4 separate regions of the Mus musculus genome follow, and regions 2, 3 and 4 are each linked to region 1. The links are chromatin contacts, called in public HiChIP or PLAC-seq and promoter capture Hi-C maps. All regions are on one chromosome and are shown on one strand. Each heading gives the region's core, a stretch centred on a gene start, on an enhancer-like site or on the middle of the called end of the contact. The rest is flanking DNA. Distances are from core to core; before and after follow the strand shown. Region 1 holds the start of Lims1 (LIM and senescent cell antigen-like domains 1). Region 2 holds the start of Hsf2 (heat shock factor 2). Region 3 holds the start of Serinc1 (serine incorporator 1). Region 4 holds the start of Smpdl3a (sphingomyelin phosphodiesterase, acid-like 3A).

Evidence for each region. Promoter capture Hi-C pulls out the DNA fragments that hold promoters and counts their contacts. HiChIP or PLAC-seq counts read pairs in DNA pulled down with a chosen protein or histone mark.
Region 2: a contact with region 1 is called in a promoter capture Hi-C map of pre-B cells, with 4 times the contacts expected there. The contact joins the promoter of Hsf2 here to the promoter of Lims1 in region 1. A contact is called at or near these places in 6 of 39 promoter capture datasets (the 3T3-L1 cell line, the HPC-7 cell line, embryonic stem cells and 3 more), 1 of 484 Hi-C or Micro-C datasets (cardiomyocytes), 6 of 115 datasets of contacts at active chromatin or transcription factors (the NIH/3T3 cell line, astrocytes, embryonic forebrain and 3 more) and 1 of 9 other capture datasets (adipose tissue).
Region 3: a promoter capture Hi-C map of pre-B cells shows a contact between it and region 1, with 4 times the contacts expected there. The contact joins the promoter of Serinc1 here to the promoter of Lims1 in region 1. A contact is called at or near these places in 4 of 39 promoter capture datasets (embryonic stem cells, hippocampal neurons, liver and 1 more) and 2 of 115 datasets of contacts at active chromatin or transcription factors (astrocytes and embryonic stem cells).
Region 4: a contact with region 1 is called in an H3K4me3 HiChIP or PLAC-seq map of bone marrow-derived macrophages, with 4 times the contacts expected there. The contact joins the promoter of Smpdl3a here to the promoter of Lims1 in region 1. A contact is called at or near these places in 4 of 39 promoter capture datasets (cranial neural crest, neutrophils, second pharyngeal arch cranial neural crest and 1 more), 1 of 484 Hi-C or Micro-C datasets (CD8 T cells), 5 of 115 datasets of contacts at active chromatin or transcription factors (astrocytes, bone marrow-derived macrophages, embryonic hindbrain and 2 more) and 1 of 9 other capture datasets (embryonic stem cells).

The regions. Positions count from the first base shown.
Region 1 is chr10:58,391,473-58,397,913 of GRCm38.p6, reverse strand. It overlaps Lims1 (LIM and senescent cell antigen-like domains 1), which reads right to left and starts at 3,541. Exons shown (of 11, transcript NM_001193303.1): 1 at 3,314-3,541. The coding sequence starts at 3,495.
Region 2 is chr10:57,483,377-57,489,817 of GRCm38.p6, reverse strand. It overlaps Hsf2 (heat shock factor 2), which reads right to left and starts at 3,433. Exons shown (of 12, transcript NM_008297.3): 1 at 3,217-3,433. The coding sequence starts at 3,309. 4930467K11Rik (RIKEN cDNA 4930467K11 gene) reads left to right here and starts at 3,465. Exons shown (of 4, transcript NR_045353.1): 1 at 3,465-3,635; 2 at 4,744-4,779; 3 at 5,451-5,680.
Region 3 is chr10:57,529,121-57,535,561 of GRCm38.p6, reverse strand. It overlaps Serinc1 (serine incorporator 1), which reads left to right and starts at 3,033. Exons shown (of 9, transcript NM_019760.3): 1 at 3,033-3,205. The coding sequence starts at 3,167.
Region 4 is chr10:57,791,026-57,797,466 of GRCm38.p6, reverse strand. Smpdl3a (sphingomyelin phosphodiesterase, acid-like 3A) reads right to left here and starts at 2,923. Exons shown (of 8, transcript NM_020561.2): 1 at 2,683-2,923. The coding sequence starts at 2,785.

The sequences.
Region 1 (6,441 bases), core at 2,292-4,791:
GGCTGGCCTCGAACTCAGAAATCTGCCTGCCTCTGCCTCCTGATTGCTGGAATTAAAGGCGTGCGCCACCACGCCCGGCTTAAAGTCAATTTCTTTAAAGAACAGAATCTAAACTTCATGTAACTAAACATCATATCATAACCTAGATTTAGATTATACCTTTGATTCGATATTGTTCAAAACAACTGCTTAAAACCACTAAAAATTAGACAAGATGCCTCAATTCTATTAGACAGTTTATAAAGCAAACATTTAGTACTACAGTATAAAATGTATCACTAAATCACAGAATTTTATGTAATAAAAATCACTTTGGGGGCTGGTGAGATGGCTCAGTGGGTAAGAGCACCCGACTGCTCTTCTGAAGGTCCAGAGTTCGAATCCCAGCAACCACATGGTGGCTCACAACCATCCATAACAAGATATGACTCCCTCTTCTGGTGTGTCTGAAGACAGCTACAGTGTATTTACATATAATGAATAAATAAATCTTTAAAAAAAAAAATCACTTTGTAGATAGAGAAACAGGTTCAGAGGTGAACAGTTAACTCAACATCATGGCACTAGCTACTCATGAATGAATGACACAGGGGTAGAATCCAGGCTCTCTGCTTACAAGGAATCATCTCCATCACAGATCACAGCCTTTCGGCAAACTCTTGGCAGTTCATGGTAGGGACACAATCATGTTTTACAGGCCAGGAAAATAAAAGCAGGCATTAACTAGCATTGAGTGACTCTGACAGTTCCCTCACAAGCAATCCCACTCTACCTCAAAACACAGGATGTGATCACGAATAATTGTTTTCTCTAGCCACTGGCGCTTCAGGAGCCAGGCAGCAGCTGAAGCAGACTTAGGTGAGGATTTCACATGAATAGCTATTTTGTTTCTGAAAGCTCTAGAAATGGAGAAGGTTCCATATGCTGAACAGTCACTGACCAAGCCTTTTGTTTGTTTGTTTTGGCTTGTTTTTTTGTTTCCAGAGGCTGATTCTATGGTGGAGTTCTACCTCTACAAAAGCAGTCTGCTCCTGGCATAGCTTCTGACCTTTCAAATATCTCATCAGTCTGCCGGCACCACTGCCAAGGGACAGATGGCGTGGAGAGCCTCTCACTTCACAAACACTTTAACCAGCGGCCTTGCTCTTAGCTCTTTCCAAGGTTAGCATTTCCATAGCAAGACTTATTCTTTGTCCACCCCAATGGAGGACAGCTCTACATCTGTCTTCTTCCTCAAGTGTTTCAAGACAATTCTGTGTTGTAACCTTGCCACAGTAACACTATGCTGAATCCCCACATTCACCATTCCAGATCAATCAAAAGTCTGTTTTAATTCATAAGCTCAATTAAGATAGGAGTGTCACTGAAGAGAAGGGAAAAGATTGGGCCCGAGAGAAAGCAAAGCTGGTGACAGTGCTTGCTGCCAAGCCTGAAGATGTGGGTTTGATCCCTGGAATTCACATAGAAGAAAAACTGACTCCAGCAAGTTATCTTTGACCTTCATAGTGTATGACACTCTCCCCTCCGCCCCCGCCCCAAAATAACACTTTTAAAACGTGAAAAGAGGCAGCCTTACTTCTGACGAACCTGGCCTAAGCACTGTGTATAGAGACTTCCACTTTGTCTTTTCAGAATTATTGTGAGGAGAGAGGATCTAGACGAACAGCAACGTCTTTAATAAAACTCTGAAGGGATCTGTGCACCCTCTTTTCTTACAGAAAGAGTGGCTGAGTGGAGAAAGACGCTAGCCCACATCCGCTCAGGAATTATCAGAAGCTGTTTTGAGGATGAAATAATAAAAAAATATAATCCCCTCTGGAAAGCAGAAGGTGCTACTAAAAGACACAGCACCATTATAATTCTAAATTCTCTCCAATGATATCACTCCTCAGCAAACTTAATGGACCTCCCCGAAAAGCTGAAGAACATTCTGGAATGTCTTGCTTTACTCCCACTTAACTCAATGATTCTCAAGGTCTGGGGTGACTGAATCTCTGGAAGTTCTGAAGTACCCTCTCAGCCATATCTCTGTGCCAAGAGCAGAAGCAGATTGGAAGGAGGGAGCTGCATCAAGAAAAATGTGCAAAAGTTTACTTTTTCCTCTGTATTACTAGCATGTAATATGTCACTTTTAATCGAATAAATACATATTTCTCATACAAGAAGTATTGGATTTCAATCTTTTTTAAAATGGTGCTGATAAAAATGCTATTAGCACTGACCTGTTTATATTCACTACAGCTACATTCCAGACTTAATTATGTTTGAAAACTCAAGTAGACTTGGCCAAGTGCGTAGGTAGATGAATGTTTTACACACATATTCATATATATGAACTCCCCTTAGTGACCAAAGCAGGGACAGAAAACAGCGACCGCGTGCCTCCCAACTGAGCTCAGGCTTCCCCTCCCTCTCACCTTGTTGGCTGGCAGTTGGTGCTCTTTTTTCTTTCTTTGAGACTGGGTCTCATGTAGCCAAGGCTGATCTCAAATTCCTGACCCTCCACACCTCCCAAGTGTTGGGATTACATACTCAGCTTCTCTCTTGCCTGACTCTCCTGTATTGTTCACATTTTTTTTATACTTGACAGTATTTAACAATGTATGAAGAAGCTATTTTTAAAGAGATAAGTCATTAGATTGGTTATACCTAATTGCTTAATTTTCCAGAAAATGTTTTTTCACTAAAAGTGTTGATGACAAAGAAAACATGGGAGCGGAGAGAATACATGTCTACAAAAGCCAACCAGGACTGATGTTACACACCCACCTCCATAACTCGGCTAACATAGGAAACCACAATCAAACCTTCCAATTTTTACATCTCATTTATCTCCACATGTGAAACAAATTTCCTACTCTTAAAATACAATATATAAAATTCTGTTATCAAATATCTTGAGAGTTTATTAACCACCTCAAATATTGATTATGGGATAAATCCCCAACAAAGTGTTTATCGATTAAATTTTTAGTTTCATATTTGGGAACTCTCAGAGTATATTTTTCCTGCTATAGATCCTGACAACACAAGTGCCAACTTCTCTTATGGATAACACAGTGAAAATGTACCATTATTAGAAAGATGAGCGCTGTCTATTCTTCCCAGGAAGGTGGCATTTTCCTTGACATCTAGTATGTCCTCTGGTGGAAGTTTATAAGACAAGGCAATCTGAGAACCACCCCCAGCCCTCCGTACACCCTGGAAAAGCCCTGCTAAATTAAAACACACTAGCTGGCTTAAATGGCTAGGAAATGCAGAACTGAAGATCTGGAGACTTGAAAGCCTGTATTTTAGGAGGGAAGAGACTCACAATTTCGCATAAAAATCACAGAATTCCTTGTAGACCTTTACGTCACTGTGCCTGCGCTGCAGGTTTGACACAGCCCTCTCGTCTTCATTCCCATTAGCTTCAAGGACGCTGTTAAGGGCTGTTTGGGGGATTTCTTCATTCTCTGGGATAGTGCACGGGCGTGCCCGTCCTGGGAAGGCCATTGTACAAGCTTGAGAGTTCAGAGTCCTGTGATGCCGAGCAGGATACAGAGAAGAGAAACAATATCCAGGCCTCCTGTTTCCCAGCCAGGGTCACTCCCACTGTTCCCACATGCGTCACCCAGCTGCCAGGGTCACTCCTGACTTTTCATGTTAAGAGCTCTGCAGCACAGCAGTCTGGATCTATTATGACTTCTAGAAGCTCCCAAAACCATTTCACGTGTTAGTGACAATTTGTGTCTGAGTGAGTCTCCATTTGGGTATACACAGAAATTTTTGAAAAGCTTGATAAGCTTCAGAAAGGACCTGTGAGCCCCTGAAGGGAAGCTCTATGTAGCCATTTATTATCTTTGTTCTTGATAAAAGTAACAGCATAGTAAAGGCTTCAATGAATGGAGCAGTGTAAACCAGACTAGAGTTTAACTGTAATTCTTCAATTTAATCCCAGCTAATCCTGTAACAGGAGAGTCACGGATTCTTCATGGTATTCCTGCTATATTTAGCTTAAACTACTACTGTCTTGTAATTGTGTTTGTCATGATGATAATAGCAACAGAGAAGCATGAGGCAACACAGGGTGCAGGGTTCTTCTGTGGTTCCATTCTCTAGTCCAACAAGCCATCCTACCCAAAGCAAGCACCTCAAAGAACTGTGAGCAGGCACGGCGCTAAGCACTGCAGGTCATAGTGATAACAGAAGAGCCATATGCCCTTTGAGAGACAAGCAACAGTTGAGACCTGAGTAACCGTGAATAGTGTCTCCTATCATATCACCATATCCTCTATGAAACAGGTGCTATTCACAAGTAAGAAAACCAAGGCCACAAAGAGGCTGAATAATAAGTGACAGGGCTATGCTGTAACTTCTATGAGAGAAAATGGCTGAACAGAATCACTGGGAAATAAAACAGGAACTCAAAACCAGTATATGGCAGGTACAAAATGGGACCAGAAGCAGGAACTGAGATCACACCTCCCTACTTTGAATCCAGAGATATCAAAATGATGAGGAATTCCAAGACTGCAGCCCTGGACCTGCTTGGACCCCAGACTGGTGGATGCCAGAAGAGGGAAAGCCCTAGAGACAGCTTCCCTGTGCAAATATCACCCTTTCCATTCATCTATACTCTCTTGGTTTTGGTTTCTTTTCATTAGGACAAAGTAAAACAGGAAGGACAGAACCAGACAATTCTTCAGCCTCGTGCTGACGGAGCATAAGCCACTCCTTCAGTTTCCTCTCTGAAGAAGGGGAAATAGAGCAGCGAAGTTGGGAGCCTGGCAGTGGCATAGCTGTTCTACTGCCACTGAGTGTGTAGCTACTGTGGCCACCAATCAAGCAGGACATGATCTCTGCCCATAGAAATCTCCTTACTGTACTCCTTAACTAATCTGTTTTTCACCTGTATAACGTGTCATTTGTGGAACCCTACTATATGTGCTGGCCGAAGGTTGGTTTTGTTTAGTCACAGTCACTGAGATCTGTCCAGGTTGCTAGATACGTATATGTAGTTTGATCTTATGTTGCTGCATAATATTCAGCAGTATTAATATATATGTAGTTAAACCATTCACTCACTGAAGATTTAAGTACTTCATAGTTTTAGGCTATTGCCAATGAAAGTTGTTTAGAGGCTTCTGTGTAAATGTAGATTTATCCTTCACTTAAGAGATGCTGAGAGTGAATCTGTTGAGCTATATTCCAATCATACTTTAACTTTGAAAGAGCTGCTAGGAGTGGGGGTGCATGCCAATAATACAAGCACTTGAGAGGCTGAGGCAGACGAATTTAGAATTTAAACCCACCACGGGCTCCACAACGATAAAGGCCAGCCTGAATTATACAGTAAGATTCTGTCTAATATCCACTTATCAGTGAGTACATACCATGTTAGCTCAAATGCTCAGAATACCCACGATACAACCCACAAACCATATGGAGCTTAAGAAGAAGGAAGACCAAAGTGTGGTTACTTCAATCCTATATAGAAGGGGGAACAAAATAATCACAGAAGGTAGAGAGAGGGACCTGGGAGGGGAGAGGAAAAGTAGGGCAGGGCCAGGTATTTGAAGGGGCAGGGGAGAAGTACAGAGGGTCAGGAAATCAAATAGAAATATGTAGCAGTGGGGGGTGGGGAACTGTGGGTAGCCACTAGAAAGTCCCAGCTGCCAGAGAAATGAGAGACTCCCAGGACCCTAGAGGGATGACTTTAGCCAAAATAAGAAACAAAGGGAAGATAGAACCTGTGGAGACCAACTCCAGTAGATAGGCACGGCCCCCAGTTGAGGGATGGGGCCACCCACCCATCTCAAAATTGTTAACCCAGAAATATTTCTTTCCAAAGGAAAGACAGGGACAAAAAATGGAACAGGGGTTGAAGGAAAGGCCATCCGGAGACTGCCCCACCTAGGGATCCATCCCATCTGCAGACACCAAACTCCACCACTATTACTGATATCAAGAATGCTTGCTGAGAGGAGCCTGGTATGGCTATTACCTGAGAGTTTCTACCAGCACCTGACCAATACAGATACAGATACTCACAGCTAACCATGTGACTGAGCCCGGGGACCCCAATGGAAGAGCTAGGGGAAGGACTGAAGGAGCTGAAGGGAATTGCAACCCTATAGGAAGAACAATATCAACTATCTGGACCATCCAGAGCTCCCAGGGGCTAAACCACCAACCAAAGAGTGAACATGGAGGGAACCATGGCTCCAGATACATATGTAGCAGAGGATGGCCTTATGTGGCATCAGTGGGAGGGGAGGCCCTTGGTCCTGGAGGCTTGATGCCTCAGCATAGGGGATGCTAGAGCGGTGAGGCAGAAGTGGGTGAGTGGGTGGAGAAGCACCCTCTTAGAGGCAAAGGGGAGGGGGGAGAAGGGGATGGAATAGGGGGGTTGAATGTAAACTAATAAAATGATTAAAAAAAAAATTCTATCTAAAAAAA
Region 2 (6,441 bases), core at 2,184-4,683, 910 kb after region 1:
GTGAGAAGGGATCTTATCTCTCTCAACAGTGGCTGTCTTGTAGTCTTCTGAGTTGGCTATTTCCATATGCTTAATGTAGTGGGTAATTCTATTAAACTTCTACTGCTGAAAATATATGACTTCTATGATGTGGCTGCATCTTCATTGTGAATACTCTGTTTACCCTGCTTTATTTTCTTTTTGTGTACGTATTACCACCCAAGATTTCATTACTTTCTTTCAGAGAGCTCCACTTAGAAAACGTTAATAAAAATAAAAGCTCTTTTTGTCAATTAGAATTTCTAACTTTCATAAGCCCTTTTCTGTATCAAGTTTCTCAACTTGTTTTCACCCTAAACACGTGCTCTCTTTGGGACAGTGTTACATTAAAACATCCTCAGGGGGTCTAAAAGTATTATCTCTGTCCTAGATTCTGTTTAGAAAAGAAACAGAAAATGTTAAAAACACCATAAAAGAAACTTTTTGGGGAAGACTGAAATAAATACATTAAAAAAAAATAGTCTGGGTACAATACCTACTATTCTGACTTGATAACTTATTCGGTATAATTTTCATAGCTCAGACTATCATATTTTTGCATTTAAGGATAATTGAGAATATTCTGTGTTCAATTTTGTCACATAATAAATTTCTAGGAAAAGTGAACTTATACAGAGCTGTAGGACCATTAAGTCAAGCTTTCCAGAATACAGGTGAAAAGGTTTCTTTCAAAAGAAATCTTTATCCTCAAACTAAAGGAGTATATGATTGTCTATCACTGTAGAGGATAGGGGATGCATAAAAGTTTGCTTAGTCCTCAAGAGCTTCTGCTTTTAAAAGGCCTTAAAGTAATAGCCACTGAGCCAATTGTAAATCCTAAAATCACCTCTACAACTCAATACAAATGTAAAGGAAGCTAGGCACACAAACAAACTTTTAGAAGAGCACAGCAAGGCTGTATGTAGGGAAGGCTTAGCAGTTAAGAGAGAGTTTACTGCTCAGAGAGTTCCCCAGTTTGGTTCCTACCACTCATGTGGGTAGGCTCAAAACAGTCCAAAGTCCAAGACTTGGAAGTCTGGCTCCCTCTTCTGCCTTCATTCAAATATGCAATATGCACACACAGACAAGGCCATGGTTAAAAATGAAATCTTTTAAAAAAGATAACAACAACAAAAAAGACTTATTTTGGCTTTCCATCAACATTAGCTTAAAGTTGTACCTTTCAGTACTGGCATTCCAAATAGTATCCCATCTGGGGTGTCCAACCTTTGACAATACATTACTCTGTCATTTACAAAAGTTTTGGGCCACATTCATATCTATCTCAGAACACCTGTTTCTCCATTCCAATCAAACCCATTACATTGTAAATGTAATAGTTTCAGTGACACAAACATTAAAGCACCAACTGTATCTCTAGAACCAATACCCCACTGAGTTTAATTACACGTTGACTGTCCTATTGGTGTATTAGAAATGGGCAATTAAAAATATAAACTGAGACTTAATACGGTAATTAAAAGCCATTAAGTAGCTTGTTTCATTTACAATTAAGAATTCACACGTATGCACTAGTTTAAATTCTCCACAGTCCTTACCGATCAAAAAAGGCAAGAAAGTTATTAAAATGTTTTGGCTAATTGAAGTTATCAGGTCACTTATACAATACTGTTTAATTAGAACCAATTGCCAATACATTTGTGTAGAACTTATAGACAATACAAATAAATGGCCTTTTGCAAATTCACGTTCAATGACCTCAGCTTGGTTGGGGGAAAGAAATTATTTCAGTCCAGTTTCTAATGTTAAAAGACAGCTGAGGAGCGGTCTGCACTGATCCGGTCTCGTCAACCTTTAATCCTTCTGCCTGATGAAAAGCATGAGCCGTCTGTTTATTTTAAGTTCATGCTGGTTAGCTGCCTTTCTTTATTTTCACTTCTTTGTACCAATGTATCAAATTAATCAATTGCTTAGTCTACACAACCAGCAGGGGTTGGGGGTGGGGCACCTATGTGACAATACACACGAAAATTAAATCCTAGAAAGAAATTTTTAAAACTTGGCACTAATACTCAGCAAAAATTCAGTGACATAGTTGTCCAAATATCAGGTATATTCTATTGCTGTTACCTCCTAAAAGCAGGCAAGGGTGAAAACTAGTTTTAACAACAGAAAAGGGCACAAATGAAACGGAGGAGATAACATTTATTTGACATATAGCTAGGTATTTCCCACTTACTCATCTCAAAAACTGTGAACATGAAAATACCCTGAATAAGTCATCAACTCCAGTAAGAGGAGCCGATCCCCTTCATGAAGAGATTTGAACAATCCAAGCATTGCGAGTCTAGCAAAGGAAAGGCACAAGTGATGTAAAGAATCACTCTGCAAAGAATCTTTGTGTGGAACTGGGGGGAGGGGGTCTTGGGTCACCTAGGCAACGCATCAATCTAACACATAACTTAGACCAGGCAAGATACCGGGCTTGATTAAGGTCATCTTTATTTATAAGGAGGATCTGGATCAAACTGATCAAGGCAACCACAAACCACTATGCCGGCAACTATTCTGTGAAATTTAACGACTCGGTTTTTAACTCCAAGCCGCTAAGTTACTAAGCATAGTCTACAGGCACTTTTACTTGAATTATTTTAAAGAAACGACCCAGTCTCAAAACAATAACTGGGAAATTTCTATGTTAAAACTACATAAATAAAATACATAAATAAAATTTAAAAGCTCAAGGCAAGAGCAGTCGGAGTCTGCACATTTTCCCATTATCATCATAAAAGATCCCAGACGCCAGGGCAAGCAATCCCCGCGGAGGTGATTTCTTTAGATAAGACCTGTGCTCGCTCACTAGCCCGCTCGCCCGCTCTCCCGGGGCTCCGCGACCTCCGCGCCCCGCGGCGAGCAGACGACTGAGGATGAGTGTGCAGAACGCGCCGCCGGGGCCGGTTCCGAGCTCCCCGGGCCGGCGGGACCGTTACCAGGGCGCCCCTCCCCCACGGCGCGCGGCCGGAGGAGAACGGAGCCTGCGGGGCCCGGCTCGCCGCGCACACAAAGCCGGGGGTCCGCGCGAGGTGGGGAGGCCGCGCGCCGCCGCAGGCCGCGGGAGAAGCCGAGCCCAGCCCAGCCCAGCCCAACCCAGCCCAGCCGAGCCGAGCCGAAACGAGCCGAGCCGAGCCGAGCCGGTTCGACAAGGGGGACCCGAGGCCACCGCGTCCCCGACCCTACCTGACTCCAGGTGATGAACTCGTTGGTGTGGGTTTCCTCCACAAGCGTCCACAGCTTGCTGAGGAAAGCCGGCACGTTGGAACTCTGCTTCATTGTTAGCCCGGTGCAGGGATTCCAAATTCTACTACCGAACGCGGAGGTCGCAGCGGCGGCGGCGGCGGCGGCGGCGGCAGCAGCGGCGGTGGCAGCAGCTGCTGCTCCGGGGAACGCACACCACGCAGGCGCGGCGGATCTCGGGCTCCGCCCCCTCGGCGCCGCGGGGCGCGCGGTGAAGGCGGAGAGACCCCGCGGCCGCACGTGATGGACAAGGCTTCGCGCTCCACCCCTGCGCTCTACTCCCGCGCCCGGTCTCAGCGAGTCCAATCCAAGGCTTCGGATGCACTACAGAGCAAAGCGATTGGCTGCTGCCGCGAGGAGGGGTGGGCCCAAGAGTGGTTCAGCCTTCTCTGTTACCTTTTAGGCAGGGTACTCTCTTAGGGAATGATATTGGGTCCAGGGAAACCTTGTTTAGTGGATTCGCATGGAAAGGGTTTGGGTGCACCGGCTGTGGCTGGCAGAGTGCAGAGAAGCCCAAGGGCAGTTGACTCATAAGTTTGACCGGCGAAGAGTAATTTGCTCCAATCTAAAGGAAGGAATACATCACATGGGGCAGTGAGCTGCTTGTGAGCAGATGTGCTAGGCCCCTGGTTGAAACTATCTTAAAGACAATGAGCTTTTCTATACATTTTTCATGGGGAGAAAAATAGCTCATTTAAGGACAGTTTTATCAAAACCTGAAGCATGAATAATAGTTCCCTATTTGTGAAGTACTTGCTATTGTGTGTGTGTGTGTGTGTGTGTGTGTGTGTGTGTGTGTGTACTATTAGGAGCCAGCATCTGTTAAGAGCATCTTATATGCTTTTCTCAACTCAGCAAGCATCAGGTGCCTGTCATAAGCCCAGTTCAAAAGCAACGAGTCTAGTTTTAGAGTATCTGAGTCAAAATGATTGTTCTGCATGTACCTCACAGGGGTTTCCTCAGGCAAAATGTGATTCGGAACAGCTTCTTGAGCGAAATTTCCCATTTCTTCATTGACAATAAGACTTTCTACCCGTGAAGAGTAGCTATAATAACGTGGATCTCTGAAAAAAAGATTTTTTAAAAAACTTTTTTTGTTGTTGTTTTGTTTTGTTTGTTACTTAATAGCTGATCATAGTGTCTGGAATCTGTAAGTCAAGCACTCTGGAGGCTGAGGTAGAACTGTGGAGCAGTGGAGGTCAACCTGGGTTAAATAGTGAGCTCCAGGTATCCTGGGCTAATGGCAAGAAATATAGATAGATAGATAGATAGATAGATAGATAGATAGATAGATAGACAGACAGACAACTTTTTCAGTAAGCATATACTGAACACAGTCATACAGCACTGTTTGGATATATGATGGGGATATATGATGGGGTAACTGTGATTTTAAAAAAAAAGACTAATATTTGATGAGGTCTTATGTGACAAGGGCTTTGCATGTCTTATCCTATTTAATCCTCACAGCAACCCAAAGAGGAAGCTTCAAAGGGTCTGATTCAGGTTGGTACAAATTCTATTCAACCAGTTACACAAAGCTAATCAGAACCAACTCTGTAGCCAGATTCCCAGAGTGGGTTAGCTAGAAGTTTCCAAGCACATTCCAATGCGATGATGGGTTGCTTTACCTCAGTTTGGGAATATTTTCAGTCCCAGAGCCTCACAGAGAAAATGGCAGTGAAAATCCTGCTGTAGTTACAGCAGATAAAGCCCTAGGAAAGCGTTTCCTCTTCTGGTCCGTCACTGCATGCTTACAAATCTAAACAGCCACTTCCAGACTGGAAACTACCCAATGGTGTCCCATGTTTCTAGAATAAGTCCTGCCCTGTTATAATGGCACAGATCTTTTGTGATCCCATGACCATCGTCCTGTCCACTCATTGTCAATCTCTGTTCATGTCTTTGTCACACTTGGTAGCTGTACTGCAGGTAAGAAGAATTCATATTCTTTCACGTCTCTATTAATTCTGGCATGCTGTTAGCTCTGTCATGTGCTTAGCCTGCAGGGACAAGCAGAATTCCACACAGAATTTATGACGACTCTTCTTGTTTGTCAGGTTGACTACATCTGGAATTTAATAAAAACCCAAGTGGCTGGGTACACCAATGAGGGGGGTTTCTTGATTGAATAATCTTAGGTGGAAAGATGCACCCTAAATCCAGATCTTTTGCAGCAGGAAGATCCACCTTAAATCTGGGCCAAAACTTTTGCTGGCAGCCTGAATAGAATATGGAAGAAGGAAGCACTTGCTGTTTTCCCTGCTTGCTCTTGCTTTTGCTGGCAACTTCATACCTTGGAGTCCAAAATAAACTGAAGAACAGCTAAGACATTCAGCTTCAAGGACTGAACAACTAATGAATTCTTGGACTCCACAGACATAGACAGCCATCGTTGGACTTGCCTGTAAGCAACTCTAATTAATCCCATATGTATGCTTGTGTGTATAATATATTCATAAATACATACATAAATCATATATAATATATAATGTATATATGGTGATGTATATAAAGCATATAAATGAGTATATGTATTCATTTTATCAATTCTATTTCTCCAGAGAACCCCGGCTGATACAGAATACATATTTTTGTAAAACCTCCCTTAATGATGTATTATCCCATTTAACGTAATGTCACCTTTTTGTGCTAGATTATAAGAACTTATTGAATTTATACTAGATTTTGAAAATGTTTAATAGAAACATAGTTTCTGTAATGCCTTGTTTATGTATACCACCTCTCTATTTTTTGTTAAATAAATCAATGAATGCATAAGCAGACAAATGCTAACCATCTGCTTTGTCTTCCACGACCTCCAACTCTGGATTAGTTGTTCCTCCCGTGGGCTCCCATAGCTTGTAGAGCTCTGGCTTCATATAGTTTGTCATACTGCAGTTGCTCATTTGCTCTGCAGCACCCTCATTGGTCTGGTAGACTACTTACCTTGTGTACCCCATGTGTTTAGCACTAAACACAGTGCTAATAACTTAGGAACTGCTTGATAATATTTATCACATGAATCATCTCAGCCTTAAAAAGTCATTTGGATAAGATATAGTTTACCTAATCACCAGAAAAGCCCTTTTAACTTATTGTCAGGCAGTACAAACCTTTTTTGTTGACTAAAGAGGAAATGGGGAGTGGAGGGGTGGTTATGATTAG
Region 3 (6,441 bases), core at 1,784-4,283, 860 kb after region 1:
CTTTTCACCTGACAAACCGATCCAAACTGGAGAGTTGGCTTTTGCCAGAATATCCAGGAGGAGAGTCCTAGAAATTCATTTCTCATGAGCAGCTTTTTGGCATTTCTGCCTCACAAGCTGACTCCACCAGAGTATCCTGACATAAGCTCAGACCAAGGAATGTTTCTCACTATATTTTTTCTAAAATATTCATATTTAAAATTTATACAAGGCCATCCACAATGTAATTATTATTAAATGTATAAATTATTATTAAAATAATAAAATAGGTAGATAGTCCAGCTGTAATGTTTTTAAAGGCTTGAAAAGGAACTTTATCTAGAAGAGTATATCTCATTGTTCAATAAGCAAAGAAAAGTTGTCAACATTATCAATGATCAAGGGTGTCAATGGACAACATGAAGAGTTTCATCTTTTCCATAGTAAATGTGATAAATTTGTGTTATCCAACAGTAGGGCAACACAAACACAAGTGGAGAAGAGTGCTTTGAGAAAGCTCATTTTAAGCACAATTTGCAATGTGATGGCACCAAATTGAAGCTATAACAGCATAGATTGTTGGCTATACGCTAGCTGTTTTCATTTCTAACAAGAGAGCAGGCATAAATACAACCAGAAACAACTTTATTTGTAATGTTTTATTTCTTGAGGACAAAAAGAGTTAATGGTCATGACATTTCTTATCTTACTATGCTTCTAAAATGTTTTGAAAATGTTTAGTTTTTTAGTAACATAATTTCCTCTTTTTGACATTTTTGATATTTTTGATATTTAAGTATCTAGTAGGCATCCATATGAATCATTTTGTGTGTGTAAAATTCTTTCTTGAAAAAAAAATTACTCTCATGCCATCAGTCTCTCCCCTGCTACTACATAATTGCAGAATCTCTAAAACTTGTTCATAGAAGTCATACTTTTTATAATTAACATATCACTCTATTACCAGACATAGCAAACAATGTTCTCACATAAATTATTATACATCTGCGGAAAAGACATGACAGATACCAGAAATTACAACTGACTAGGAGTTCTCTACATGAGCAATACATATTAAATGATATCTGGGTCTCCTTCATAAGAGTATCAAATTTCTAGGAAGAAAACTTCATTTTATAAGTTAGCTGATTATATCCATCCCACAAATATAGACAAGAAAATATAAAGGAACATGGAGACATCACCTGAGAAACTGACGCAACCCATTAGGTGGAGGCTGTATCCAACCTAGGTTGGCAAATCACAGACAGTGGTAATTTTGGTAGGGAAGAAAGTAGAGAAAATAACCTGTGTTGATTTTCTATGGACTCCTGTATATGGTGCTAGCATTTGCACTTGTAAAAACATGTGTCATATAATTTAACCCTTACAGTTCTATAGTTGAATCTTATACCCATATATATTAATAAAGACACTAAGCTTTTGAGAAATCAAGCATCTTACTAATGGTGTCTTGTTTTCCCTCCCTCCCTCCCTCCCTCCCTCCCTCCCTCCCTCCCTCCCTCCCTCCCTCCCTCTCTCCCTCCCTCCCTTCTGTTTTTGCAGTGATAAAATACTCTCATCAAAGAAGCTTAGAGAGTGAGGGCTTATTTTAGCTCGTAAGTCAAGGTTATAGCCCATCACAGCTCTGTTCACAATTAAGGCCCATATCAATTAGAGTAACCAGGATGATCCTGCATAGGCATGGCCAGAGATGAACCTAGATTCTGTCAAGTTGACAATACTAACTGTAACAGCTAGTGTCTTCACAACTTATACTGAAAACAGAGTTTTACACTTGGGCGAAAGAGTATAGAGGTCACATTATCAATCAGAGGAGGTACAAATAGCCTCTACGTGATAGTTTATGTCTTGAAATGTTGGGCTCTACTTTCAGGACTCTTGTAACTACAATGGTTCCCAGTCTTCCATATCTATCTCCAACTACAAATGGACTCACTGAACATTTTGTAGCTCTGTGTGTTCTGTTTTTTTCTTTTTGTTTTTTGTTTTTTGTTTTTTGAATCTTGAACTTCCAAATACTAGGGAACGGATACCAGAGACTTTACAGATTTGCATGCTCAAAACACACAGGCTGATTATCTTCTGTTTTCAATTTTATCCCCACTCTTTGGTCTGTGTTAGTTAACAGTTGTAGTTCTGCCAGATTGATAAGGGTTACTCCACCCCTCTATATGCGTTTTTTGTCAATTTTATGAGACATCTTTATTTTAAAATATTTATAGTAATGGGTATTTCAAAGTGATGTCTGTGTACCAAACTCTTCTCATGGAATGTTTTCAAGGGCAAATTACAGAAAAATAAGAATCGACACTTTTCTATGAACACAGCCCAAACATACACATCAAAACAAGGATGTCAATTGTATGTCCGGATAGCTGTTAATAAACCCCTATACTATAATAAATGTCTTAACTAAGTGAACCCTTTTTCAAGTACATGTTAAAATGTGTCTCAATAGTAAACAAAAGAACGGAAAGGCCCAAACTTGCGGGGGAAATACACACACACACACACACACACACACACACACACACATACACACACACACACACACACGCGCGCATATATATATACGGACACATATATATGTACACACAGATATATATTATATACATATATACATACATATATGTATATATATGATATATAACATACATACACACACACACACACACACACACACACACACACATATATACACACACCAGTGAAACTTGTTCCACATAGTGGCTGCAGGAGTAAAATATGTATGTTAGTAGAACAACAACAAAGAAAACAAAACTAAAAAGGGGACTTTAGTGGAAATGAGATGGCTAAATCCCAAGAGGAACCAAAAAACAGTAACAGTAGCTCTTCTAACGTCCAAATTCAAGACAATGACAGAGGCCTTCCCTAACACAGTCTTCTTTACTTGGCAAAGTAGGCCCACTCCATGAAGCCACAAATCTAGCATCGCTGAAGACCACGCCCTTCCTCTCGGCGCATTGCGCACGCCCGGCAGCAGTCACCGGGTCCAGGTCTGAGCGGAAGTGACGCACGCGAAGCTGAGGGGCTTGTGCGTCTGCGCCGGAAGTGCCTGCCAGACAGTAAATAAGCCCAGAAAAAGGACGAAAGAAGCTGTCTCCATCTTGTCGGCACGCGCCGAGCTGGTGACGCGGCGGCGATGGGGAGCGTTCTGGGGCTGTGCTCCGTGGCGAGCTGGGTAAGGCGACCTGGGGCTCGCGGCCCGTGCGAGCTGGGTTTATCCGCCCTCCTCCGGTCTTTGCGGCTCCGCTTCGGGGCTGGAGCCTAGTGAGGGTGAGGCCGGGCGGAGCGGGGCGTCTCCCGAGCAATGGCTTTCTCTCTCGTGGGAGCCTCGGCCGTCGCCGTTCCAGCTCCTTCCTCCCACGGGCACTGAGTTTCTCCTTGTCACCCCGATTCCGGCGACCTCGCACTGCGGCACTGTCATTCCCGGAGGCCTCTTTTGTTCTGACACGCAGCCGCCAGGGAGTCGGGCCCGTTATTTGGGACATCTCGACAAGTGTCGACGTAGTCTTACCGGGTTTTTTTTGTTCTTGTTTTTAATACAGAAGTCAAATTCCCTTACTACGTACCTTTTTCGGTTTTGTTTGCTTTGATTCTTATATTTCCAAATTTATGTTTCTAGAAAAGGTGTTCAGGTCTGTGGGTACTGATTTTTTTTTTTTTTGACGTAAAACATGAACGTGCAATCTGAAAGTTGATGCTATAGGAAGGGTATGTTGCATTTTCGTGAGGCAGTACAATCCTCTAGAACAGTGGCAAGATTTCGTAAACCAGATGGCACAGATGACCCCGTTCTCTAATAGACAAAACATTGGCAGAGCAGTTTATAATAAAAAGCTTCATTGCTTTGGGTGAGGTATTTGGATTCAAATCTTATTCTTTGGCCAATGATTTCTAAGTTTAACTCGGAACAATCTTTTTTAACTAAATCATCCCTTTGTGTATATGTAACCAATGTACTGGCTAGTTTACATGCCTCATCATTTGAAAACTGCTTTGGTATGATATGACGAGAATTATGCTTAGTTTTTACTCAATACTGTTTGTAAGTCCAATGAGCTATTCCCTTATATTTTGCTATTTGCAGTTGGATAAGGAAATTTGACCTCGGAGAGCCTAATTGAGTCTGTTGACCCCTTTATACAGAAGGCAAAATTAAGTGTAGTAAAACTTAATAAATAGGAGCTGGGGAGATGACTCAGCTTGCTGCTTTTGCTAGATTATGGAGTTTAGTTACCAGCACCCACACATTCGGCAGTTCACTGCTTGTAACTCCAGTTCCAGGGAATCTCACACCCCCTGTCTACTCTCCACTGACAGTTGGCTCCCATGGGCACATACTCCCACACATAAGACACATATGCATACACATAACAATTGTAAGTAGTTATTATAAAATGTTTCCTTGGTTTGTTTGTTAGGATGTTGAGTTATTTAATTTGTAATACTAGAATTAGCTTGGTTGTGGTGTGGGCACACAGCAATTCCATTGAGACCATAGAGTTAGAGGGATATGAATTCTCCATTTTATTATTTTCCAGTTTAGTTTTGAGCACTGTTGTTGTTGTTGTTCTCTTTTGTCTTTTTAAGTTTTAAGGAATTTTTGTATATGTGTGTTTTAAGTCAAAATAGCTTTGGAGAACACCATTGGATACATTGCATGACTACATCTACAACTTAGATTGACACTTTTGTTCACGAAAGGAATGTCTTTGATGAAACTGGTGCTGTCTTGCCAGCATCATTTTATTATACCTAGGTACACTGAAGAGGTTGCAACAATAGCAGGGTTAGGTATGACTGGAACTAGGGGGCAAGTTGTTCATCATGATGCACCTTTCTTCTGACTCATCTGGAGGTTCATGGTGTGAAGTTTGAATCATACCTTTTGTTCAGTGTGCTCCTTTTAACTATTAGATTTCAGTGTATATCTGTAAGTAGAATTTGTATTAGGAGGTACACCTCCATCTTTTCCAACTCCCAAGTTTAATATGCTTACTTGCTTGGGAACTTTGATGAGGTGAAATTTTATTCAACTGTTCCTCTGGTTGAAATAATTAAGTATGTCAAGTAATCCATAATTTAAAGGCTTTCATTTTTTAACAGATTTTTGAAGACTCAGTCGAGTTTAGTAACACTTTGCTTCTGGTTCATAAAGTAACTATAAAACATTACTCCTGAACTACAAAAATGTATGAAAGAAAATTTACATGTGAGCATCTCTGGACCTTTTATCTAACTGTAATACTGCCAGCCACTAACATATCTTTCCTCAATATAAGGTCAGCATTGGTATTCTGAATAGATACTTTTTAATAACTAGATCTTGTGAACAATCACAATCATTTCTTTACCCCAGATAGTTAATGTAGCTAAGTAATTAAGAGGAAAGATGTAGGAATTACCAAGCACCCGTTTCACTGCCAAGCTCTGCTCCATTTTTGTTTTGTAACACAATTTTGTTATTTTAAGAAATCATCCCTGATTGCTTTCAGACACAGGCAGTTTAGTAGGACTTGTCAGCTTTGACTTTATAATGAACTGATCTAGTTTTGCCATTTGCAGCAGAAAGCTCATCTGAGGCTATTGGTGCACCCAGAGAAAACTTGCAGGTTCCTGTCTGGTTAGGATATTTGGGGAGTCTAGTGTGGTGACGTGTTGCCTGCATATAAAGTCTACTTTTATGTAGTCAGTATATTGTAGACTCCTCTTGCTGGTCATCTGAGCCTTGTTTTATTCTCTTCAGTTCTGAGTTTTTCATCTTTTATTCCTGTCTCCTGTGTTGGCTAAGCTCCTCAGTGTAAATGTGAAAACCCATGTCTTTGTTTTATGGTATTGAGTTGACATATCTTGTTTTTGTCTCCAAATATTAGTAGGTTCTTCTAAATCGTCTTCCATGTCTCCTTCCCATGCTCTAGGCTCCCTCCACTGTCTTGACTGTGTAAAATGTAGTTAACAGTATCAAAGGACATTTGTACATGTTACCTTGCAGATTGGTTTTGCCTACTTGGTCCTCCCTCATGGGTTGTATATTCCTGTTCTTCTCCATGTCTTCTGAGTCTCTGTTAGATGTCAGATACAGGTTTTACCTTGATGAAGGCTGGATATACTTCATTCAATGTTTAAAAACTATTCTTGGGCTATGCTCTTGGATATAGGTAAATTACTTAGAGATGTTTATGTCTTTGATGCTTGCTTACAAGTGAAATGAGTTCAACCTGTTTTAGACAGCTGGGATTCTGCCCTGGGAATGCTAGCTGCTTTCACTTCTGTGAATTCTCAGCTCTGTCTCCTCAGGCAAATTGCTGTGCTGACCTATTCTAGTTAGAAAGATGGGCAACTCCTAGGGTCGACACCATCTGCTTTCCAGAATCACTACCTTGCATTTCTTCTTTCCAGTTTTATTAGTTCATA
Region 4 (6,441 bases), core at 1,674-4,173, 600 kb after region 1:
AATTTCATCCAGCACTTATGATATGTTTAGTACTATTTTATAAGCTTTTCATCATTATCACCCAGCAAAACAGACAGGAAAGTGGAACACGCAGAGATTAAACCCAGGTCATCTGTCATAAAGTAAAGGGCTGACACTGGTTCAGGGGCCACACTTCGGGAGACATGTTGCCTTTAATCACTGTACAATGCCTCTCATATACTTAGTCAAATAAGCTGCCTTGTACCAAAGTAGATAATGATATCTACACAAAAGGTACATTGAGGATTAAAGTAAATGAGATCATGAATGGATTAAATTTTTCATAATCCAAATCTTGCAATGGATTTTGAGCACATCCCTATGACATAATGCAGTACCTGGTTCACAGAGCTCCAAGAACAGGAATGAGTCTGATGGAGTGGGCCCTTAACAAAGATTCTTTAATTTTACAATTCATGGCATTGAGGCAAAGGCAAATTTCAGGATTCCCTCCAGATCATGTGACCAGGCAATAAAAGCTGAGCTAGAACCTGTTTCTCCAGATGCCAAGGTGCTATTTCTACCACATCACATTGCTGGATAGACAAATGAGGGGGTAATTAGATTCACTAAAGGATGGCTTGAAATGAGTCAGAACATCTGGAGGTTTTACATCCTAACGCCAATGATATTGTACATAAAATGTGGTTGTGTGTGTGTGTCTCTGTGTGTGTCTGTATATATGTGTCTGTGCCTGTGTGTGTGCGCGAGTTTGTAAGGTCACCAATCCAGCCTGTGACACAGTCCATAGCACACTCAAATCTAAATTTTTTGGCCAAAAATGCCCAAAGTCCTTTACCAAAATTTCTTTCTTATCCCCCAGATAAACTTTTCAAATATTTTTTCAAGATATGTGTGTTACACAGTCTACATAAGTGCTCAAATTTATTTAAAGAGATACTCAAAATTTTCAGAAAAAAAAATTCAGTCAAAGAATGCTTAATAATTTGTCCCAGCAAACCCAATGAACCATAATTATATGGACAATTGTATGTAGTCGTTTAAGTGGGCGTTGGTTGATCTGTTTATAAAGTCAGTTGCTGTGTGCTAAGTACACCAGCAGGTGACAGCCTACTAAATCTTTTAAAAATGAAGCCAAACACCCAGGGTGGTGGTCCTCTAGTCACATGGACTTGGCAAGGGGGAAAACTAAGACTGGGAACTTAAACACAGTTAGGAAACAAGCAGAGGCCAGGCTGGGTGGAAGTTGTGGAGGGAAGTGCAAAGGGGCCAGGGGGAGAGAGGCCTTCTAGTCAAGTGGAAAGCAGGTAAAATAATCCATGCAATGTGAAACCAGAGTCAACAGGTCTGGTTATTCTCTCTCCCTCCCGCTACCAAAACAGGAAGGTATCAGAAGGAGAGTCACATGATCACGGGCAAAGTTTTATGACTTCTTTCAGCAATTAATTCATTAAAACCAAAGGCGAATTTACCTGTGGTGCAGCCTGAGACATTTCCAGGTCAAAATCCGGAGCAGTCACAAATTTAAAATAGCACAATTCCAGCAATATAAAAACACGAGGCAGCCACATATGTACACATTCTGGGGGCTATTTCTGTTACAGGTGTTATTTGCCAGAGTTGACAAACCGGACATACAGCTGTGGCTTGCAAAAGCTTGACAGCTAAGTCAGGTGTACTTCACTCATAAGCAAGGAGAAGGGATTCCCTGGACCCCATTCAGGGAAGTCCTGTGCAGATCAGAGGCAGGCATGGAGAGGAGGCAGACAGCAGGAGAGTTTCAGTTCTGAGCACAGGTGAAAGTCTCAAGGATAGCTCTCTCTGCAAATCAAAACAAACCCCCCAACTAGAGCAATTATTTTTAAACGGAGCTAGGGAGATGGGGGAGGGGAGCGTCACCTTAAGTTTTAAAACCCAGAAGGCAACCTACAGTCTTACTAAACATTCAGTCTGGACGGGGATTTTCTAATTTGAGAGGGATGAAGAGTGTTAAACTGTGCCCAGGAATCCATTCCCACCGGTCTGGATCCAGTAATTTTGGAGTGGGGCTTAACTTACCGATTTTTTTTTTTCCCACCAAGTTTGGCAGCTGCTACTGCTGGGTGGAAGGAGACTGAGGGGGCAGGGCAGGGCAGGGCAGGCCAAGATTGCAGAAACAGAGTAATAGGCTCCCGGTAAACAGAACACACCACAAACGCAAGACCCCAAGTGCACCAAGGGCTGCGGAAGGGCTCAGGGGTTTTATGTTAAGAACGAAAGAGACCAGACGCCTCGGAGACCTGAAGAGGCAGAATTAGGCTCCGACGTCACTGAGCAGAACAGAATAGGACTGAAGCTACATCCAGGTGTAGGGACCCTGTAGGTCCTCCTCTGCTCTGGGCAGACTAGGTGACTCCGGGAATGCCCACAGCCAATTCTGAGCGGCATTTCCCACCAGACAACAGCTTCAGACTTTCCTCCCCTGGGAACTAAACCACCCAGACCCGGGATGTAAACAAACGCCCAGCAGGCGGCTCGGCTCCATACTGGCGCCCACGGGGCGCCCCCACCATGACTCAGACCCAGTGACCTTGCTGTCTGGCCTTTGGCCACAGTGACCAGTGTGGCGGCGTCCTGTGCCCCGCTGCCTACGCACCCGGCACCTTCATGACTTCGCCGACCCCCTCCACCGTCCTGTGCAGTCCCGATCGGTCCACTCACCCACAGCTGGGGCGCGATCCGCCGGCGCCAGGGGCACCCCGAGCCCCGGGCCGCAGAGCCAGGCAACCAGTAGGCAGCAAAGGAAGTTGCCCAGCAACGCCATGGTGGAGGCCACTGCCCCAGGACGCTAGACTGGAGCTTGGGCGCCGCTGAGACCCGCAGGCCCTAGGGGTGGAGAGGAAGCCAGAGCCTTTCCTTGTGTTGACGCCCAGCAAGCAGATCACGTGTAATATTAGATTCCCCTGAGCACGAGTTCTTCTGACCTTCTGGACTCCTTTATTTTAATATGCTTCCTTAATTTCTTAGGTCAATGGGAAACAATGTTCTTGCTCCAACCCCGTATTGTTTCCTTCCCTGAACCCCAGGAGCGCCTACCTGACAGGGCCATTTAGCAGAGGTACTTGAAAAGGCAGGAGAACCCTGAATCATAGTTAAGACAAACGAGTACAAGAATGGGTTTGGATTTCCTCAATGGTTTCGCTACCTGGGATTTATGACAGAAATGTAAACTCCCAAGCCTCAGGCCACCGCTGATAAATGAACAGATTAGCTGGGCTGGCCATGTGTGGCTTCATAGTACTCCAAGGTGATAGATAGGTGGAGTCGGCAAACTATGTCCCAGGTTCACCAGGCTGAACGTTTTCCTTTCCACAACTGAGTTAAGCACGTCCTCATGCAACCTACCTGGTAAATACAAATAGAGACTGTTGATTTTTCTATTCCAAAAGTTTTATAAGTATTGGCAAAGACACCAAAACCCACAGACTGTGTGTAATATGTATTCTTTGTTCTCTCTCTAGGAATTTATGAGAATGCGCTCTCTTTATAATATAGCCAACAACTTTAATTTATAAAACGTAGGGTGTCTTTGGAGAAGAGCAAACCTTTGAGAGATGCTGACCTCATAAAAGATGTGAGCTGTGGCGTCTTGAGGAAGCCGTGCTGTGTTAAAAGGTCCTGACAAAATACTATGCTTTAGCTGAGTTCAAGGTACTTATTATGGGAAGATGGGTGTTTTAGGTGGACACCCACATTGTCTTGGGATACCATGGCCTCTTTAATACTCAAATGCCTTAATTTGTGTATCTAGCATACCATTTTCATGATTAAAAGAGTATCTCTGTCACTAAGCTTAAATGGTTTTTCAATATCCTCCAACTATAGAATTAAGAATACTACATTGAAACTTTATAGTTTACCTACTTAGATTTACATTCTTTGTAATAGGAACATATCTGGTAAGTGTATTGATTTATTATTTTCTTTGTTCTATAACTGTAAGTTTCTGTAACCTATTCCATGTTGAAACAGTCATTTAGAGAAACCAGGATCTGTGTTCTTAGCCTAGGATCACACATATTTGGCTTAGGATACATTATTTTTGTATTTTCTTTAGGTACTTTTACCATTATATTTTACAAATATATTTATTTTCCATCAGAGGAAAAAAACTTTGTTTTATATCTGCATGATTTAGACATTATATCTTGTGAATAAATTTTTTTTAATGGACACTAAGTTTCCTTTCAGATCCTGGTAGACTCCTCCAAGTTTTGCTACATCATTGGGGTGATTCAGAGCAGTTCAAGAACCATGCATGCTTCCCTGCAACAGACATGGTCACTTCTGCAATTTCTCAGTCTACAGTCTAAAGAGTACAGGGAAAGTAAAGCCGGGAAATGGTGGTGAGCTTGAAATGCAGAAATGGATCAGCAAGATAGCAAGAGCTTGAACATTTTAAAAGAAAGTGAACTAATGATCAGAATACCAGTTTTGCTCATTATAACTGTGATCCAACCAGAGATGATCATTCAGACACAGTTGAGAGCCGATTGCAAGCCAGCTGGCTGGAACTATGTTCAAGTGTTCGGGATGTAAGCTTATTCAGAGCAAGTCTTTTAAAGAGAAAAACCATATCCTGGTATCTCACTTTGCATTGGCAGAGGTAGGTTTGCACAAGCAAGCTGTTTAGCAGAAGCGATAAGTTAGCTGCAGCATCTTGGCCTTTGGTCCTACAATAGAGTCGGGTAAATTCCCAGTGGATTCTCCATTAAAGAGATCAAATTCTAGTTAAGCCTGAAATGGCCTCAGTAAGAATACAAGATAGAGGAACATCTGCAGTGTCTTGCCTTGTCAAACATTATTTTTCAACTTCTAAGACATGTTATAGGAAGTAAATTGGTTGTGAAATAACTTCAGTTAAGACAAAATATGAAGCACACACATTGTGAAACCTTTAAAATGCTTGAGAACATAAACTGATAATGTTTTAAGTGAGCAATGGAAGCCACAGCCTCCTTTCTACTCACTAAGAAGAAGCTCAAGGCTTCAGTGTTCCACACGCTGATATACCTGCAGTGTAAGCCTACTCCTGTAGGTCTTCAGCCCCCATGCATTTGTCTTTATCTGAACCAGGGAAAATGTGAGATAAAAGCCCCAAAAATAAATAAATAAATAAGTAAATAAATTTTGATGACTGTCAGTGGTTCATCTCTGTTGTAATGAACCATGAAACTAGTTTTATTGTTGTGAAGAGACATCGAGGCAATGGCAACACATATAACAGAAAACATTTCACTGGTGTTTGCTTATAGTTTCAGAAATTTAGTCCATTCTCATCAAGTGTGCATGTAGAAATGCTACCAAAGAAGTAGCTGAGAATTCTACATCTGTATCTGCGGGCAACATGAACAGAGAGAGCAGCTGGATCTGGCTTGGGCTTCTGAAACCTCAAAGCCCACCCACAATGACACACTTCATCCAACAAGACCACACCTTCTAATCCTTCCAAATAGTGCCACTTTATAAGCATTATGAATTTATGGGGGCTATTAATATTAAAACCACTATAGAAGGTAAAGTTTTCTTTTCTAGATTATAGTCCATCATTAAGAGAAGTCAGGTCAAGAACTCAAGATGGAGCTTGATGCAGAAACATAAAGAGTGATTCTGGCTCTTGCATACACTTACTCTTAGTGAGCTTTCTTATAGAGCTCAAGTCCACAGGCCCAGGGAATGGAGTCACCCATAGTGGGCTGCATCTTCCTTTATCACTTAACAACAAAGACCCCATATACATTAACATTGGCCAATCTGATTTGGGCAATCTCTCAATTAGGCTCTTCTTCTCAAGGGAACCTAAACAATGCTAAGTTGTCAGTTAATGCTAACCAGTACAGTGGTCTATGAGTGGATTTTATACAAAAACTTTTAGGTTAGTTTACAAATTTGAGAACTTTGAATTTCAAAAGTGTTGTTTCCTCAATCTCTTGGTCAATTTGTCCTTGGTCTTGGGAAATATCCCCTTTCCTTTAACAATGTGACAAGGGAGTGAGCTGATAGTTGTTATATCTACAGACTATTAAGTGAAATAGAATTTGGTTTTGTCACATGAAACTCAAGATAAACGAAGACCAAAGTGTGGTCACTTTGCCCCTTCTTAGAATTGAGAACAAAACACCCATGGAAGGAGTTACAGAGACAAAGTTTGAAGCTAGGATGAAAGGATGAACCATCCAGAGACTGCCCCACCTGGGGGTCCATCCCATAATCAGCCACCAAACGCAGACACTATTGCATATGCCCGCAAGATTTTGCTGAAGGGACCCTGATATAGCTGTCTGTTGTGAGGCCAAGCCAGTGCCTGGCAAACACAGAAGTGGATGCTTACAGTCAGCTATTGGATGGAACACAGGGCCTCCAGTGTAGGAGCTAGAGAAAGTACCCAAGGAGCTGAAGGGGTCTGCAACCCTATAGGTG